Linked DNA regions of Mustela erminea: region 2 is linked to region 1. The links are chromatin contacts, called in public Hi-C maps. All regions are on one chromosome and are shown on one strand. Each heading gives the region's core, a stretch centred on a gene start, on an enhancer-like site or on the middle of the called end of the contact. The rest is flanking DNA. Distances are from core to core; before and after follow the strand shown.

Evidence for each region. A called contact is a pair of places that touch in the nucleus more often than the background predicts.
Region 2: a Hi-C map of fibroblasts shows a contact between it and region 1, with 2.1 times the contacts expected there. The contact joins the promoter of GRPEL2 here to the promoter of CSNK1A1 in region 1. A contact is called at or near these places in 2 of 3 Hi-C or Micro-C datasets (fibroblasts and spleen).

What each region holds. Positions count from the first base shown.
Region 1 is chr3:123,257,812-123,260,751 of mMusErm1.Pri, reverse strand. It overlaps CSNK1A1 (casein kinase I), which reads right to left and starts at 1,340. Exons shown (of 11, transcript XM_032337361.1): 1 at 666-1,340; 2 at 1-39. The coding sequence starts at 788.
Region 2 is chr3:123,429,065-123,432,005 of mMusErm1.Pri, reverse strand. It overlaps GRPEL2 (grpE protein homolog 2, mitochondrial), which reads left to right and starts at 1,310. Exons shown (of 4, transcript XM_032337380.1): 1 at 1,310-1,512. The coding sequence starts at 1,334.

The DNA.
Region 1 (2,940 bases), core at 91-2,590:
ATGCCTGGCCTTCTGAGATTCTAGCTTCACTGCCACTTCCTGCAGGGAAGAAAGGGGATGATGGCATCAACATCCCTAAGGATTCAATGATTCAATGTCACTTGGGAGGAGGGGAGACATTAGCAAAGCTCAAACTCGAGACTAGGAGAAAAAATAAGAGGCTCAGAAGAGAAAGCTCTCTTTGTAATTATAAAACGAGGCAACTAGCCTCAAAGGCCTCTTCAGGGGGTAGTGACGAAATCGGCACGTCCTCCAAGGTGCAGAAAAATGATTCATCCAGAAAACGTAATGAGAGATTTTGAAGGAAACTGACGATCGAAATCAAGAACCCCAATGAAATAAATCCATACAGTAGGGAAACATGGGGATTAGAGAAATACAATTTTGCCGATCTCACCTTAAACGACACCTTAAAAAGTTCGACTAAGATCCATTTTTAACAAGCTGGGAAACTTCATGGGTTCTCCCAACCCTTCTGTCGGGTTCTTTGCCTTTTAGGGAAAGAGAGCGGGGGAGGCTCCTAAAGCCAAGAAAACTGGCTCCCTCTCTCTGGACTCCCCTCCCCAGTACGTGCGTGTGATGGGGAAAAGCCCGAGCACTCGAGGGTTGGGGTGGGGGGTGAGGACTGGCGCAGCGTGGTCGTGAACCCCACCCCGGGTAATTACCTCGCCGTTGGTAATGTTGATCGCCAGGTAAATGTCCCCGAAGGAGCCAGACCCGATCTTCCGTACCAGTTTATATTTCCCTCCGACAATGAATTCGGCCTTGGAGCCGCTGCTGCTCGCCATCCTGAGAGATGAAGATGGAGGCTGGGGCCAAGCCCCGACACCTCTGAGGGGGGGACGGAGGCCTCTGGGGCTCGTCCGCGGAACAAGGCTGCGGAGGAGGGCGGCAGGAAACGGAAAACGGTGGCTCTTTCAAGGCGTTACAAGGCCCAGAATTGGCCGAGGGGAACCTGATCACCGCCGCTCACTCAGGCTTCTTTTCGCCAGGCCGCAGTTTGTTTGAGGGGGTTCTCGCGGTTACCAGCCTGGGCCACTTGTTTCTGGGCGGCCGCCGCTGGCTCGCTTTTACGGCGACGTCGCGGGCTGGAAAAGGGGCGCGGTGGTTTAGGGCGGCGATACCGCTGCCACCACTGCCGCCGGCTCCCGCCCGGAGGGACCCCTGTCACTCCGCCGACGCCGCCATCTTGTTACTCCGGCTCCAGCCAACACAAAATGCCCCTAGTCCCCGGGAGCCGCTTCTTCACGGCGCAGAGCACTCTGGGAAAGGGATCTCGGGCGCTAGACCCGGAGGGTCGGCAACGAGAGGGAGGGCGGAACCGGATCCGTGAGAGTCACGGCCCACGCTCCGAGCGTCACCCCGTCACCGCCCAAACACGCATGCGTACTTCAAACCTGCTGATTGCGCAGGCGTGAGGTGGCCTCTTCTCCCCCCCCCCCCCCGGGGCTCACTTCCACTTCCGGTTGTTGGCTGTTTGGATCCAGCTACCTGTTAGTCACGTCCGACCCGCCTGGTCTCTGAAAGGCCGCGCGTCCTCGGGCCCCGAGAGCGTGTTAGGGAGGAGTAACCTTCATTCTTCGTGGAGGATGGGAACTTCTGGCTTCCTTGGGAGTTTTGACCTTTGCTCTTTGTTTAAGGCGATTTTTAACCTTTGATCTTTTTCTGGGCCACTCCCTCAGACCAGCCTGTTCCAGCCCAATTTTGTTTTGCGAGAGGCTATCGCCTCTAGTGGAGAGGAAGAGAAAAGCATCCCTGGCCGGGCTCGGTTTAGTCTTGGCTCCCGGTTTTAGCGGAGAGCAGTTGATGAAGTCTTCAGCATTAGGATTCTGCGCTCCACAGACTGTTGGAGAATCGTTTTACCGGAAAGAGGGAAGCAGGAATTATCTTATGCCTTTGTGTTGTTGCTCCACTGATAAATTTGGTCCCCAAGGGGGAAAAAACCCCCAATGCCCTATTCATTATTTTAGTAGCAGATGTCTCAACAGAATAAAATTTACAACCCTGAAAAAGCCATAGTAGAAATTATTCCCACCCACCCCACCCCTCCCAAAAAAACCTCTATAATATATCTTGGTCATGTTGAAAACTGCAGTACTGATACAAAAAACAGGATGGAAAAAACTATTAATAAAATTGATAACGTTTGAAGCAGTAAACGTTAAAAGTTACTGTTAACCTTTATACAGTAATTTTTTTTCCTTTTTTTTACTAAAAATCGATTAAAAAATCAAATCTTGACCACATTTGGGTTTACAAAATTTGACCTGAGGAAACGGCCTGGTAGTAATGATAACAAAAGAAAGCTCTGTAGTTGATGCTGTCGTCTGTAATATGAATCAAACCTCGGTGAATGAATCAAACCTCGGTTGTAAAAATTTAAACGGAATCTCTCAAAATAATTTCATTAAAATGGAAGTGGAAAAAAATGTAGACTTAACTGCAACTTTGAAAGCTGATCGAGTCATTAGTGGAGTTCATCCTGAGAGATAACTGAAATTCCTCCCTGCTACTCTAATGCCGATTTAAATACTTCTAATTCATAAAGCTCTAATCCAAATGTGTTGAATGTGAAAACAGATCCCCTAAGGTTTAGAATGGAGTTTTGATGCACTACCGAAACCCAGGCTGCCTGACTCCCAAATCAGCACTGTTAAGACATTTTTGTTTAGTGACTCTTAGGCACGTTTGGCTTACTTAAAATTCTCTGCTGTTAGAGTCTGGTCTTAAAAAAAAAAGCCAAGTGTAAGCATCTTGAAGTTCCCAGGGATAGCAGCTCTTATGCTGATTTTCTACCAGACTCCAAAATTTAATGGACTACAAAGCTTGAGGAGTTCCCCACAGTGGGTGGAGTACACATTTAAAGGGATTTTTTTGGTGTAGTGAGGATACAGTTGCTCCATTGTGGGAGATAGGATGGGGTGGGGGGTAGAGGTGTGC
Region 2 (2,941 bases), core at 61-2,560, 170 kb before region 1:
CTACAGTGAAGATTTAGAATGATGAGAACACACTTCCCATTTCTTAAAAAAAAAAAAAAAAAAAATATATATATATATATATAGAGAGAGAGAGAGAGAGAGGACCTTAGGGAGGATCCAGGAACTAGTCTGGCAATTCCAAGTGCCCTCAACCCCAATCGTCAATCTATCCTCACTTCCTGACAGATTTCCACACTAAATCTCTCTACAATTCATCCACTTCATCCTATCTCCACTGACATCAACCATTAATTCATTCAACAAATATTCGTTGAGAACCTACTATGGATACCTACCTACTGTACTAGATGTCAGAAATAACCACTGTGAACAAGACAGACACCCTCTTGCTCAAACTCTAGTTGGGAGAACAAAAAGAAAACAAAACAAAATACAAATATGGAAACAGAAATTGCAGGACACACCTAAAATAGTAGCTACTTTAGGTAGGGTGTTACAAAGATCTTCAAGGGATCTCCAGGACAGAGTACAGTCCTCCCCTTGCGTGGACTAGTACGACAGCCTGTCTCCCTGCCTCTTTGCAGGAGTCAAAGCGACCCGTTAAACATGTAAAGGTTTTGTAACATGTTCGCATTGCAATCAGTAAGACGTTCATGGAGCAAAAAATTGGGGTACTACATTAGGAAACTGTTCCATCGTTCATTGGCAATAACCGACTAATCTCTGCCCTAATGGAGCTCACATAGTGAGAAAATACACATTTAAAAAAAATAGCGAAGTCAGAAAACAAGGGAACTGGAACAAAAAAGCAGGTAAAAGTAATGGCGGAGTCGGGCTTTAAGTTTTCTCAGACCCCTCGCGGGACCCGTTCCGCTCATTGTGTTGTGTTGCCGGCCCCCGTTCCCTCCAATAGGTCGGCGCCTTACTCGAAATACACTCTCCCGCTTGACTGGGATTTTGCAGATGCTGTTTACCTCTACCTGAACTACCTTCCTCCTCCTTTCATCTACTCATTCTTCAGCTTTCTGTCAATTGTCTCCTCTGGGAAAACTGCCGACACTCGGCCACAACGTATTCTAGGCTTCCGCGGCACCGCGGCCCTCGTTAAACACCGGTCATATTTTGACTTTAGGTCGCGTCTGCATTCACTTATTGTTTACGATTTCACGTAACCTACTTGAGGGTACAGCTGCGATCCCCTCCGGTGACCGCGGATTTCGCGGAGCCTAACTCCCGCCACAGGAACCCGCCCGGCGCACCCAACTCGCTGGGGACCGGAAGTGTCGCATTTCGTCGGGGACACCGGATAGGCACGAGCACCGCGCGCGCCAGGGACAACCGGAAGTGTGGCGTACAGGTTCGGGGTCCTGGAATGGGAGCGCCCGCGAAGGCTGCCGGGAAGCGTGGTATCTCGCGCATCTCGTCATTTGGAGCAATTGCGCGTGCGCTGCCTCCGTCTGCCGAGATCGGGAATATGGCCGCGCGGTCCGTATGGGCGGTCAGGCGGCTGGTGCAACGCCTTCTGGCCTCGAGTGCCGCGTCCGAAGGCAGGTGAGCGAGGCAGGCCGCGGGTCGCGGGTTGAGGGTAGTGTGCGAGACAAGCAAGCTGGAAGGGCGGTTGTGGGCCGGAGGGCGCGAGATGACTCACCAGACCTCTCAGCTGTCCGATTCGGCACTCACGGCCCCATTTTGCAGATAAGGAAACTGAGGCACACAGCTGCGTTTCCTTGCCAGGCCAAGAAAGAGCCGAGATCACGTTCCTTGGAGGTGGGAACTCTTGAGCCCCGAGCATCGACTGAATTGGGGATGTACATCTCCGGGCCCCTTTTCCTCCGTCTGGGGTGTCTGCGGTTACATTGAATTCTCCCCGCCGACTCCCTGTGTGACCCTAGGCCAGTCCCTTCCACATTATCTCGGCTTCACTTTACCTCTCGGTAAAAGGAGGGCGGTCGACTTGGTCTCCAAACGGCTCTTCCACCTGAGTCTGTGAAGTTGCATTTGCTGCTCTTCACCATCGGCTGCGGCACCTTTTTTTGTTTACTTATCATGCCGACTGTAGAACTTTATGGGTAGTTCTTTTTTTTCTCCGGTTCAATCGAGAAAAGTGAGGTTTAAGAAAGTTCAGTAACTTTTCCAAACTCAGGGCTCTAGAATCGGCTCTTATTAAAAGTGAACAACGTTAATTATCCTCAGGGCGACTCCGTGTTTGACTGTGTGTTCCTCAGAAAGAATAAAAATGAGTGAACTGTGGGGTGAGTAAGGTTGGACTTCTGAAGTGTAAATTAAGCTGCGGGGAATCCGGGAATCTCGCAAAACTGTTTGCCACCTTTTTATCTTTACACACTTGACCTAGCACCCTACCCTAGCACCTGGGTGCGAGATTGAATTCTGTTGAATTCTGGGTTTCGGGCTTAAAAGTCTTTTTGGCAGTTTGTGATGTAGGGACGTGACTAGAAGAAAAAAGTTAGCTTCTGATATAATTTCCCCTCACTCCAGTTCTGGAGCAGAAGGAATTGAAGGGCTCAGCCTCAACTCTCCGCTTCAGACTTGGGCTTTGGCCGTTTTCTCTTTAAACTGGCCCTTGGGAGTATTATGACCTACTTTCAGTTGAATAAATGTAGTTTGTTCGTTGAGGAGGAAGGAGGTATTTCACCCTGTGTGATTTGCCCCAAATCTATGGTGACCATATTTTGTGAACCAGAAATGTGGAACCGTTTACAGTCTGAAACCAGGCTGTAATAACTGCGTTCAGGGCTGTCCTGGAAAGTCTAGGACGTAAAAGTCATCTTGCCCATAGCTTTCTACTGACTGTTCCCTCTCCCTTGCAAAAAGCAAACACTTTTTACCCCTTTTAAATCTTTGCATGGATGTCACCTCAATGACTGTTCTTCGATATATGCCGGTTCATATGAATAAATTATTTGTTTTAAAGACCTTTTGTACTCACAGATTGATTTTGTTGATTTTACTTCAAGTTATG